3 separate regions of the Mus musculus genome follow, and regions 1 and 2 are each linked to region 3. A link is a contact called in public Hi-C data. All regions are on one chromosome and are shown on one strand. The core of a region is the stretch at or near the end of the contact, and the rest is flanking DNA. Distances in the headings are between cores, read along the strand shown.

Region 1 (3,892 bases), core at 1,063-3,562, 69 kb before region 3:
ACAGAAGCAGTTGGCTAGCTCTTCTTCTATCAAGTTCTTGGGGAATACTACTTATTAACAGTAGAAAACATACTTTATAAAATACAGAAAACTGACTTTGAATACAGAAACATACAAAAATTAGTTTAAAACAGTCACAAATATACTGCAAAAATACCATTACAGAGCAGTAATTTGGGCCACTTACCATGAACGGGAATGAAGAATACAGTCATGCTGCTGTATTAGCACTTAAGGAGTTTGATTTGTTTTTATTTGTCTGTTTGTTTTTTAACTTCTCCCTGAATATGGGTCTAATTACCTCAGAAAATATTGAGCCTATAGTTTTAACTGCACTGCTATGACAGGCAAAGTTTAAATTGAATGTTCACGTTTGTCTATATTTCTAATATTGCTCCTATATTTTCTATGAAGTGCACATATATTTCTTAAAACATTAAAAAATGCTATGTATAGTAACACACACTTTTAACTCTGCACTGAAGAGGCAGAGGCAGGCAGATGTCTGAATTCAAAGCTAGTCTGGTCTGCATAGTGAATTCCAGGATATCAGAGCTACATAGAATCTCTGTCTCTGCTCCCCAGACCCAAAAATAAAATTAAGAAATGTAAACCTGAAACACTGGAACAAATAGGTTTTTTGTCCCTAAGATCTGTTTTTATTTGTATGCCTGTGTCTCTAAGTGTATGCCACATCTGTACTGATGCTGGTGGAGGCCAGAAGAGAGCCAGATTCCCTGCTTGCTGGAGTCCCAGGTGCTTGAGAACCGCACAGAGTAAGTGCTCTAAGAGTTGGAAGAGAGCAGCCTTTATCTGCTAAGCCATTTTTCCCCTAAAGCAATAGTTTAAATAACGACTTCATAAAATAAATGTAGTAAATCCATTTTAAAACTTCCCAATGGGTTTTTAACTTTTCCTTAATTTACATATCTTAAGTAGATGGAGAATCCCTTATAAGTTTCTGGTATTTGAGTACAACCTGATCTATTTCCCTTCTTGTCTGAGTCCATCACTTGATGTGCTTTTTTTGTCTGTCTTGTGCTTTATCTTTTTTCCCACTGACCACAGAAGAAGAAGAAGAAGATAAAATTGAATTAGGAACCCACGTAGGTTTGGAATGCTGGTTTAGAAATAGATTTCATGGGGTTGAGGAGATGGCTCAGGAGGTGAAGTGGCTGCTGTTAGAAGTAGCAGGGCCTGAGTTCAGACCCGCAGCACTTGTAGAGAGCCAGGCACTGTGGTCTATGCACTAAGGCTGTGGAGACAGGCAGATCCCTGGAGCTTATTGGCTCGTCAGCCTAACAAAGTTGGTGAGCCCCAGAGTCAGCCAGAGGCCCTGTGAGATAGCTCAGCAGGTAAAGTGCTCGTCATAACCTAAATTCAACTCCATATGTATTCAGTGACATATGGATATCCTCAAACGCTAATAAATTAGATGATTTTTAAAAAGTAGAGAGTGGTAGAGGAAGACAACCATACATATATGCATGCACACCCCTACATTTACACACAAAATAGAAATCTATTTTGTGTCACAGGTTAGAAGACTAACAGATGTATAGTGTTCTGATGCCTGGTGTGAAAGCTAGCCTGTAGGCCACTCTCCTCCACCTACTTAAAAGTATTTTATAAGACAGTTATAACAAAGCATAAGTGTAGAAGTTTTACTTGAAAAGGACACAACACTAGGGAGATAGAATCTTGAAACACAAATAATAAATAAGAAGGTATTAAGATGACATGCAAATTGGATTTTTTAAAATCAGTAACAAAGGTTTGTGAAGGTGTCTGGTTTAAGGAAGAGTTCAAATGGAGAAATCCTTGGACTCTTAATTTTGGGAGGTCATTATTATTGGCTAATTTGTGCCGGATTACTAGGAAAACACCTAGCCGTGCCCTTGTGAGCATAATCTAGTGTGAGGAAGTAGTAACCTTATGATACTCTTGACATTAAAGATAGTATCTTCATTTTTAGCATTTTCTTTTAGCAAGATACTTAAAATACAGCTGTCCAGAAAAGAACAAGATGGAAAAACTGTAAATTGTTTCTCTTAATGAGCATACTTGAAATTTGAATGTCAGAATGAACATTAATAGTAACTATTTTAACCTATGACTCCATACTCATAAAAGGCAAAAGAAAATGGAAATTTCATGATAAGTGGAGTATTTGCCTGGTCTCAAAGTGCTTCCTCACAGAATATTTACTGATGACACAGGGGAAAAGAGTAGCTTCATGGTTCAGATGTCTGGGGGACGTCACTTGACCGATGATCAAAGCAAACAGCAGTAATGGATGGATCAGGCCTGCACCATCTGGCAGTGGGAAGCACAGGACGGCTTATGTGTTGTTCCTGCCAGAGGAGCGGGACCTGGGCCTCGCTGCGAGGAAATGAAGTCTTCTATAGAGCAGCCGAGCTGCAAGCTCTCAAGGTCATCACCAGCAAGCAAAGACAGAGGGACTGTTTGAAACTGACAGACTCTTAAAAAACCTGATGGCTAAGCACTTTAGACAACTGTGGTCTACATGACTACAAAGAACCTTTCTGGGGAAACTGGGGCGATATGAAAAGGATTCTGAAGTGACATGATATAATTTATCCATTCAGAATCATGCTTAATTTGAAGGGGTTGTTTCCCTCTCCTCCATCTCTTGTGTGTGTGTGTGAGAGAGAGAGAGAGACAGACAGACAGACAGACAGAGATTGAGATTAATTATAGGAAAAGTATATATGTATGTATGTGTGTATGTATGTATGTATGTATGTATGTATGTATGTATGTATGTGTGTGTGTATGGAACAATGAGGCGAGGCATCAGGCCACCAACTCACCCTCAAAGATTTTAGGTTCTAAATAAATAGATACAACTTTTCTGAAAGTTTGTTTTTTTAAATTAGTGAGTTGGAAAATATATATGAAAATTACATTGAGAGTCCATCTCACACACACACCCCCGCCACCCTGAAACTGAATAAACAAGTGCTGGTGAGTTTCCTGTAGTAGGTAGAATGACAAGGAACCTTTATGGTACACCAGTGGAGATGCAGATATGTCCAGCCACTATGGAAATCAGCAGAGCAGTTCTTTAAAAACTAAAACTAGAAGTGCCATATGATCCAGTTGTACCACTCCTGTGAGTGTATCTGAGGGGATCTAAGTCAGCATGCTACTTCACAGCGGTCACAGTGGCTCACTACACAGTCAGTCCAGACGTCCACTGGCAGCTGAGTGGGTGGAAAGTGTGCTGTATACCCACATTAGAGCTTTTTTGAGGGTTTTGTCATCTTGCTTTGTTTTGAGACAGGGTCTCACTTATGTAGCCCTGCCAGTCTGGAACTCAGAGGGAATGATTTGAGAGTTCTAGGAATAGTTCCTATGGGGAGAAAATGTCAGAAAAAGGACTCCAGGAAAATGTTTTTGAATAATTGAAAGACTATCATGTGGAAAAGGAGTTTTCATTGATTTTGGAATGCATAGCCTGAAATTGGAATGTTCCAGTTAGTGCCACTTCGTGATTTATATGTCCATAAATCATGATATACGATGTTGCACCTTAACAGCTAATGGTATTTGTACAATCAGTAGATGAAATATAATTTTCTTGGTGCTGCTTTTCGTAAGTACAGAACCCAGAGTCATGGAAGACATTTAGCCGTGGATGGACATTTGGAAGTCCTTAGTTGGGTAAAGAAGACTTCCTTTATACTAATGACTTATGACTAAAGCTGGTTACTTTGAAAGGACTGGTATAATTTGTAGGGTACTTAGAATCTGTTGGAAGTGGATAACCACTCCAAACTTTCAGCCAGAAACTGAGATTTATATAGCTCTTTATTCCTAGTGTCTCTCTCTCTCTCTTTTTTCTTTTCTTTTCTTTTCTTTTCTTTTC
Region 2 (3,850 bases), core at 65-2,564, 120 kb before region 3:
AAAATCATATGTGAACGAGATCAGGATTCAGAGCTCCCAGACAGGTTTGGCATCTGTGCCCTGTGGCAAGGATGAGGTTGCCAAGAGGCTCGGAGCCATTTCTGGCTTTTAACCAAGGCAGAAACTGACTCCTTTTCTTTGGGGGCTTTTTACTCCGAACTGCCTCATTATTCTGACTTTGTCGTCAACATGCCCCGCCCTCTGAACCCTGACTGCCATTATAAAATTGCAGAGATGGTGGATCAGGCTTCTTCCAGCTGAATGGGGGTGTCAGATATGGTAGTGAGGGTACCCCTGCAGTGGGCCTGTCTAAAGACCCCCGATGGAGTATCGATGGTGTATCGGTAGCTCCATTGAGTAACAGCCAGGTGTAGGAAGGAAGGGAAGTCCTTGACTAGTGCCTGCACAGAATTATGAAGAAGTAAAAGCAAAAGTGATTAGCATTACAAGTCCTAGCCAGGGGGCCAGGAGAAGCCTGAACAGAGAGCGTTCCTAAAAATCAAAGTTCATTAGAATCTTTTGAGGAGCTCATGAGGGCGTCAGTCCATTGGAGAAAAGCAACCCAGGACGAATGGCTGCGGTGCCTATTTAACATATCAAAGCAGACACCGGCTACCAGGTTCTCCCTGCATCCCTCCAGGTTCTCCCTGCATCCCTCTGTCCCTATCTGTTACAGGGCCCTTCTACCTGGCATACCCCACTCCCTATCCTGAACTCAACCCAGGGAGCTGGGCTGCTCCTCTTATATAATCTTACCACTTTGGTTACCTGCTCCTTTTGTACATTTGGGCCTCCTGGACGCTGTACCTGGTCCCCCTCTCTCTGCTTTCTCTTCCCCTCCCCCTCTCTCCACATTGCACAGCCCAGTCTGGCCAAGAACACTCTGAACTCTTCCAGATGTCCCTTTTACTAACTACACTCTCCCACATATCTACAATAAACTTTCTCCTCCGCCATACCTAGGAACAGTCATGTTTTCTTTCTTTTCCTTTTCATTTCTCCCCCACCCCACCCCACCCCACCCCACCCCCATGCCCCATGCACCAGGACATTCCCAGCCCTGGAGTTCCTAGAATCAGTGTGTGGTCCCTCCCAGATGACTTCGAAAAAAGGAGAGAGAGGGAGAGAGAGAGAGAGAGAGAGAGAGAGAGAGAGAGAGAGAGAGAGAGAGAAAATTTAGCCGTTATTTGATTTTTAGTTTAAAAGGATAAGAGGCCCGATTTTCTTGGCTTCAAATAAGCCCTGCAGTGTTGAAGGAAAGAAACCAAGGTCATGATGTCCTGAATCTTGGGCAGCATTTTCCTTATCAGGAAGAAAATCATTGGTGAGAAATGGTTGTCTAAATAATACCTCTTAAGCCTACTGTCTGGGTGTGGGATCCTCCTTGGACTGTTAAAGAAACATACGCATCATTTTTATCTTTGCTCATACTTTCCTGTTGGGTTTTAGGTGGCCTGTTAGGTGCCCAAAATTAACCGTTTTCTTCTCTTTTGTTTTCCCGAGGATCTGGTCACTTGAGCTTGGGGGAACCTCTGGTTCTGTTAGCCTTCCTTTTACCAGTGGTTCCATCTGGATGAGGAAGAGCCAATGCCCTGGTTTGACACTGACTTTGCTTGGAAGCAGTAAGGAAATTTTTTTACTGTGTTGATTAGCAGGGTCAATTACTAGTAGGCTGAACGCTGGTTAGAGTCTACCCTACCCTACAGATGGCCCACCAGAGTTACAGAACGTTTTAATAGATGCTCCACAATGCTCTGGGAGCCAGCTGACTTTGAGATTGACCTTGACGGGGCAAAATATTGCCTCCCAAAGACATTTTTATTGTTTATAATTTCCCCATTTGATCTCGAATTTCTTCTGCCTTGGGTTTTGTTTAGTTCCTGAGATAGGTCCTCATTTAGCCCAGGCTAGCCTCAAACTTAGCTGAGGATGATCTAGCTTCTAATCCCAGTCCACCTCCTGACAGCTGGGATCACATTGGTTTTATATAATGCTGGCCTCAAACCCAGGGATTGATGCAAGCAAGGGCTCTAACTGAGCTACAGCCTCAGCCCATTGCCAGCCTTCCTTAAAATATTTATTTCAGAGCTATCTGAACCTGTGTTTCCTGCATTGCAATTCCTTAGAGCTCAGATACAGTCCTTTTTACTCCCACAGTTTGAGTCTGTGAGATGAACTCCATCTGAGAATATGCCAAGTCAACCCAAAAGAGATCAAGGCTGAGACAGAGACAGCCAGAGCCAGAGCCCAACTCTGATATTATCTTTGACTTCCTAGATAGTGTGTTCCTGGGGAAATTGAAGTTCTTTTGGGGGCATTTTTAGTCTCAGTGATAAAAAAAGAAAATTAGAAATAGACTCAGAAGGAGATTCAAGGACAATTTTATTAGCGTTTCAGAAAACAGCAATTAAACAATACAGGTTGGTGACATCCAGCAGGCTTGAGGCAAGCCTGAGAAAACATCAGGTCTTTTAAGTCAGGCACTGTCAGGTCCAAAGCCGCTCCCCCCCCCCCCCCCATCCACTTCTGAAACAGGGCAGCGCTGGTAACATTGTTGAAACCAGTTACATACAATCTTGCTGCAGCAAATTAAGAAATCCTACCTATAGGGTTTTTGTTTGTTTGTTTTAAAACCTATCAGCTCTTTCTGTTACAAACTTTTTGTTACAAATGTTACAGATTAAAAAAAAAAACTATACCCAATGAAATCCTGAGATACAGAAAGTTTACACAGAGGCCTCACAAATCTTGAGAATAAGTTTTAGAGCTCTAGGAGAGGGAAGTACTTAGTTAAATAAGACAGGGAAACAGGTGTGAGGTGAGCTAGCGGAGGTAATCAATTTGGGGAAGAGTTCACTTTTTAGCTATTTTAAAGCACATAGTGTCTTTTTCTGGGCTGTTCTATTTTGTTCTCTTTATCCCTGTCACGGAGTCAGGTGGCCAGCCTGACCCAGAACACAGATTTTAGAGGAAACTTAAACAAGCATGCTTGATAATGTAGACATGGGGCCATAAGCAAACTTCAGAGCCAGCTTTTTAGTAGAGTAAAGCAGTATGAGACAAGTTTTCAATATCCTCTGTAACCCCCACAAAAACAAAAACAAAAACAAAACAAAACCATTTGAAGCTCTGTAAGATTGAAGTTAGCAGTTAGGGGAAAGGTGAGAGCAAGTAGAGAGCAGAGAAGGCTTGGAGATATGAGACATTTGAGAGCAAATAAAAGAACTTAGAGGCGAGGAAAGTGCTTTTGGACCTTTGCATGCATGGTGGCAGTTGTTACAATCTGTGAATTTGGAATTCAAGTGTGCCATTTCCTGGTCATTGAGAATGGTTGTCTGGTTTATACTGAAGTCAAGCTGTTTGCTGTAAGACAGTGTGCCTTAATGGATTCTCTGAGTCTGAAGAGGAAAAGAAGTTAGAGAAGGCAGCTGAGGGAAGAGTCGATGAGTTAAAGACAGGGGTGAACCAAGAGAGAGGGTGTGGGGGAGACATACTTTGGAGACAGAGTAGAGCAGAGGCAGGGAAGGCTTAGGGAAAGGGATCATGAACAGGAGTGCTGCCAGAGGGAAGACGGCAATATCACAGAGGCCCAGGAGGGCATAAAGAATCTGCCTGCTGTACCTGCAGGACTTCTGTAGGGTAGGCTCTAGCGAGCCAGTGAGAGGGACAGAGACTGAGCAGGTGGCTCCTAAAGAGAAGTGAGGCTCGAGAGAAGTGGTCTGCCATGGTTTAGAGAGCAGGTTCCAGAAGGGAGTGAGACACAGAGTGAGGAGGAGACGGAGGGGGCGGGCAGCCAGAAGCAGAAAGAGTAAGGGGATAGCTGAAACTTAGAGGAACTGTAAGCAGGAAT
Region 3 (4,017 bases), core at 1,229-3,728:
AAGGCTGAAATATCCATCCACTGGTAGATAACAAGATGTGGCATATCCCTCCATGCAATATTCAGCCATAAAATATAAGCCACGGTCATGCTACGGCGTGGATGGACCTTGGACATGTGATGGTGAGTGAAGAAGCCAAGCACAACAGGACAGATTACTTCGTTCACACTAAATAACCCGGGATAGGTAGGCCATAGAGGCAAAAGCAGAGTTGTGGTTATTAGGGACTGAATGGGAGAAGGCTGGGCAGTAGCTGTGATGTGGACAGGGTTACCATTCCAGATGATGGAAAGGAGCTGAAGTGCTAGATAATGTGGTTCACTGCTAAGCCCTGTGATGGTGTCAGAACCTGAATTTTGCACTTTTATCAATCAAGTGAATTTTATAAAATAAATTCACACAAAATAAAAAGAAAAAAGACATAGGCTTAGCACAGACTGAGTGCTCAATAAATATTATTTTCCTTATAAAAACTGGTCCTTACAGATTGTTCTCTGGGTCGGCTGCAGCACCTAGGAGTGTGGTAGATATGCAAAGACATAGGCAATGCCAACAGTCTATGTGTCAGCCTCAGATGTCCGAGGTCCAGCCATGTCTTAGCACCTCAGTGGCTGATATCTTATGGCTGGATGTTGCATGGAGGGATATGCCACTACTGTTACCATCAGCTGATGGACACGTCAGTCTCTTGACTCTTGAGTACACTAAAGTACACTCAAATTTGAAATAAGGATAGACGATCCTTTATTGCGCTCCAAGGTGGAACAAATACTTGCAGTTCTTAAATTACATTTATTTAGTTAATTATTATTTTATTTTACTTAGAAGTCAAAGGAACTTGCAGGAGCTGTTTTTCTCCTACCATGTGGGCTCTGAGATCAAAGTCAGGCATCTCACTGGTTCTCAGGTACTTCCAAATGCTTTTTATAAAATTATTATCATTCTTCCAAATTAAATTTTTTGTAGATTTCTATCTATCCATCCATCTATCTATCCATCCATCCATCCATCCATCCATCCATCTATCCATCCATCCATCCATCCATCTATCTATCTATCTATCTATCTATCTATCCATCCATCTCTCTCTATCTATCTATCTCTGTCTCTATCTCTGTGTATATGTGTGTGTGCATCCATGAGTGAATGCTATTGCTGTTAATTTCAGCAGCCAGAAGAGAGTATCAGATCCCCTGGAGCTGTAACCCCCCCCCCCCCAATCTCCATCTTTTGCTGAGCCATCCCTCAGTCCACTACTTCTAAATTATTTTTGGTCTAGAACTTGCTAGGTAAACCATGCTGGTCTCAACTTCACAGAGATATACCTGCCTCTGCCTCCCAAGTCCTGGGGTAAAGGTGTCTACCACCATGCCTGGCTTACTTCCGAAATCTTGAGGGTAGACTTCTCCAGAGAGCACAGCAGCATTCGTCTGCGCGTCCAAAGTCCTCATTGAGGACTTACTATCAGGACACATTAATACAATGGGCTGAGAATCCAGTATCTGAGAGATGATGAGTTTAGTTATGTTTCATACATGGATATCATACTCACTCCCTCATGGAGTAAGATGATGGACAGCCAGACTGACTGGTTGCTGTGTACTCTGTCAGGATAACCGGAGTATATTGTACTTCAAAGTTGTAAGGAAAGCCATGTCTTGAAAGCTGAGTCACAAGCCGCGTTTCAGAAGGTTGTGGCTCACTCTGGCTGTCACCCATTACATCTGCTCAAACCTCCCAGAATGAATTTATCTCTCCTTCCTTTTACCCTCCTGCCATGTCCAGGTGACATGGGGACAGCTCATACAGCTGTCTCCCTAGCCTTTACCAAAATAAATATGGTCCGCCCCTTTTGTCCAGGCGGAGTCATTTGCACCTTTGAGTCAGAAACTATCTTGTTCCTAATTGTTTAACCGGGCTCTAGTTCACAGAGCCCGCAGTAGCTAGTTTTGCTTCATGGTTCAGTGGCAGAAGCCCTGGGCTGGGATCTGAAGGTGAATTTGTACTGTCAGAGACTGCCGCCTTCAGGCCAGGAGAGGTAAGAGCAGGGCACTGCGCCCCTAGATCATACTGCTGTACGCTTATGAAAAAAATTAAGTGCTCATCTGTGACCTCAGCCTCAAGGCCACCCCAATCCATCTGTCAGATGGGGTGAGCGCACTTATTTCAAAGGGCACCAGCTGCGCTTCCTGACAACTGGGCTCTTGAGGATCCCAACCTTAGACTTGAGTCAAAATCCCGAGGCTGACCAGGCGCTGCTGTACCCTTCTCCAGACGCTTTTTGCCACATTAACTCGCCTGGGCTGCACAGTAGGCAGAGAGCATGCGATCCCCTCCAAACTGGACAGCGGCAGCAGGGCTGGAGGGGACTGCCAGGCCAGGAGAGGTCGAGGAGGGCGACGCTGTGAGCCAGCGCGGCCGCTAGGGGGAGCCAACCTTCGGGCCGACGTCTCGACCCCGCCCCAGCCTCTCGGCTCCTCTCGGCTCGGCTCGGGCGCGGCGACGGCGGCGCGCGCTTCCGCCTCACGGGCTCTGGCCCGGTGCGAGCGGCCGCGGGATGTGGCTCGGGCCCGAGGAGGTGCTGGTGGCTAACGCGCTATGGGTGACGGAGCGGGCCAACCCCTTCTTCGTGCTGCAGCGGCGCCGAGGCCACGGCAAGGGCGGAGGCCTCACGGGTGAGCGGGGCGCGGGCGGCCGGGCCTGTGCGCACCGGGCCTGGCGGGGCAGCAGGACGCGACCCGCGGGCACGCGCAGCGGCACAGGGGGGTCGGAAGGCGGGTGGGGAGGACGATCCCGGGACAGGCAGCAGGGGAAGGACACCAGTGGCCTCCGCCGGGACGTGTGCACAGTCCTGTAAAGTCACATAGCAACCAGAAGCCAGCAGGGTTCCCCAGCTCGCCCTCTGCCTCAGTTTCTCCAGCTGCCTCTGAGGGACCAAGTGGCATAAGCACACGTTTCCTTTTGCCCTCTTTACTCCTAGTTCACTGAAGAGTTGCCTCTTGGCGAAGACCAAAGATGCCCTGACCTCCCCTTCCTCCGGTCTCTCCTCACTTGATGCCGTCAGAGCTCCCAATTCAAAGCTTGTTTTTGCATATTTATCGGTATATATGAAGTGTCCCTCAGAGCTACCCCGGGTGCCTCTCGGGTATCTGAGCACTACCACTCACACAGAAGCAGCTGGAGTGGGAGCCTCTGACTTTGTGTGACATGTGGCATTGTGGGAATCTATTCAGCAGGACTTGTTGGAAGCCCCGTGTGTCCCAGGGCTTGTCAAGTACTCCAGATCCGGCCCTGCAGCAGACCCCTGTACGTGGACCCTTCTGGGTGCCAGATCTTTCAATATGGAAAGTGAATTTTCTGTGAATGCCCTGGTTTTGCAGGGTGGCAGCTGACAGTCCTGCAGATGCAGTTGGTGGCCTCACCTAGGTGACATCAGCTGCCAGCATCTCATGAGCTACACTTCTTAATGTGGAAGGGACTGTACCTTTTCCAAGAAAACTCAATGTTCCCTTCCACAATCAGGCTCCTTCCCGGAGGGCCAAGAGATGACTGGAGTTGATGCTAGGCCTGGCTCCAGGACCCAATGTTTATTGAGAGTTAGGTAGCAGCCCTCTTGAACAGCCCAGTGATCAACCTTGGAAGCTACCATAAGGCCACTGAGGAACACAGGGCACCGTGGGACAAGTCCCTTTTGTTCTAGCATTCATCTGTGTCCAACCGCCTCCCGCCTCTCAAGGCTGAGCGTCCAGACTACGGTGCCAGCCATTCTGTGAATTCCAAATCACATTGAGCCAGGTTTGTGCAGCCTGCCATGGCCATTGGGCCATCACAGCCTCCTGAGCACTGTATACCTAAGAGATTCATCAGGAACGCAGGTTCCTTCGAGCCTCTTTTCAAAACTGACCAGCCTGGCCTGGAGAAGTGGGCTCAAGGGCTGCAAAACCAAGGTTCAAATCCCAGCACCCATATGGTGGCTCACAACCATCTGTAACTTTGGTTATAGAGAACCCAATACCC

The links. Hi-C and Micro-C count contacts between places; a contact is called where the count stands out from the background.
Region 1: a Hi-C map of cerebral cortex shows a contact between it and region 3, with 1.9 times the contacts expected there. The contact joins the enhancer-like site here to the promoter of Tbc1d9b in region 3. A contact is called at or near these places in 1 of 39 promoter capture datasets (liver), 1 of 15 datasets of contacts at CTCF or cohesin (CD8 T cells), 2 of 484 Hi-C or Micro-C datasets (cerebral cortex and embryonic stem cells), 4 of 115 datasets of contacts at active chromatin or transcription factors (a beta-TC-6 cell line, bone marrow-derived macrophages and embryonic stem cells) and 3 of 9 other capture datasets (adipose tissue, liver and pancreatic islet).
Region 2: a contact with region 3 is called in a Hi-C map of uterus, with 5 times the contacts expected there. The contact joins the enhancer-like site here to the promoter of Tbc1d9b in region 3. A contact is called at or near these places in 16 of 39 promoter capture datasets (the C10 cell line, the HPC-7 cell line, HPC-7-derived erythroid cells and 10 more), 4 of 15 datasets of contacts at CTCF or cohesin (CD8 T cells, the NIH/3T3 cell line, embryonic stem cells and 1 more), 20 of 484 Hi-C or Micro-C datasets (the CH12 cell line, DN3 thymocytes, the G1E-ER4 cell line and 13 more), 22 of 115 datasets of contacts at active chromatin or transcription factors (CD8 T cells, the HPC-7 cell line, the NIH/3T3 cell line and 15 more) and 3 of 9 other capture datasets (adipose tissue, liver and pancreatic islet).

The regions. Positions count from the first base shown.
Region 1 is chr11:50,059,994-50,063,885 of GRCm38.p6, forward strand. The region is part of intron 2 of Rnf130 (ring finger protein 130); the gene reads left to right. Among named protein-coding and RNA genes, the nearest start is that of Mir340, 7.8 kb to the right of the region's middle. Within about 2 kb of position 2,313, at least 12 of the 459 cell types and tissues checked have an H3K27ac peak or open chromatin away from gene starts, as enhancers often do. A contact at or near this core is called in pancreatic islet, where this site is marked.
Region 2 is chr11:50,007,872-50,011,721 of GRCm38.p6, forward strand. No RefSeq gene overlaps it. Among named protein-coding and RNA genes, the nearest start is that of Rnf130, 16 kb to the right of the region's middle. Within about 2 kb of position 1,315, at least 6 of the 459 cell types and tissues checked have an H3K27ac peak or open chromatin away from gene starts, as enhancers often do. A contact at or near this core is called in embryonic stem cells and uterus, where this site is marked.
Region 3 is chr11:50,128,882-50,132,898 of GRCm38.p6, forward strand. It overlaps Tbc1d9b (TBC1 domain family, member 9B), which reads left to right and starts at 2,479. Exons shown (of 22, transcript NM_001290760.1): 1 at 2,479-2,675. The coding sequence starts at 2,558.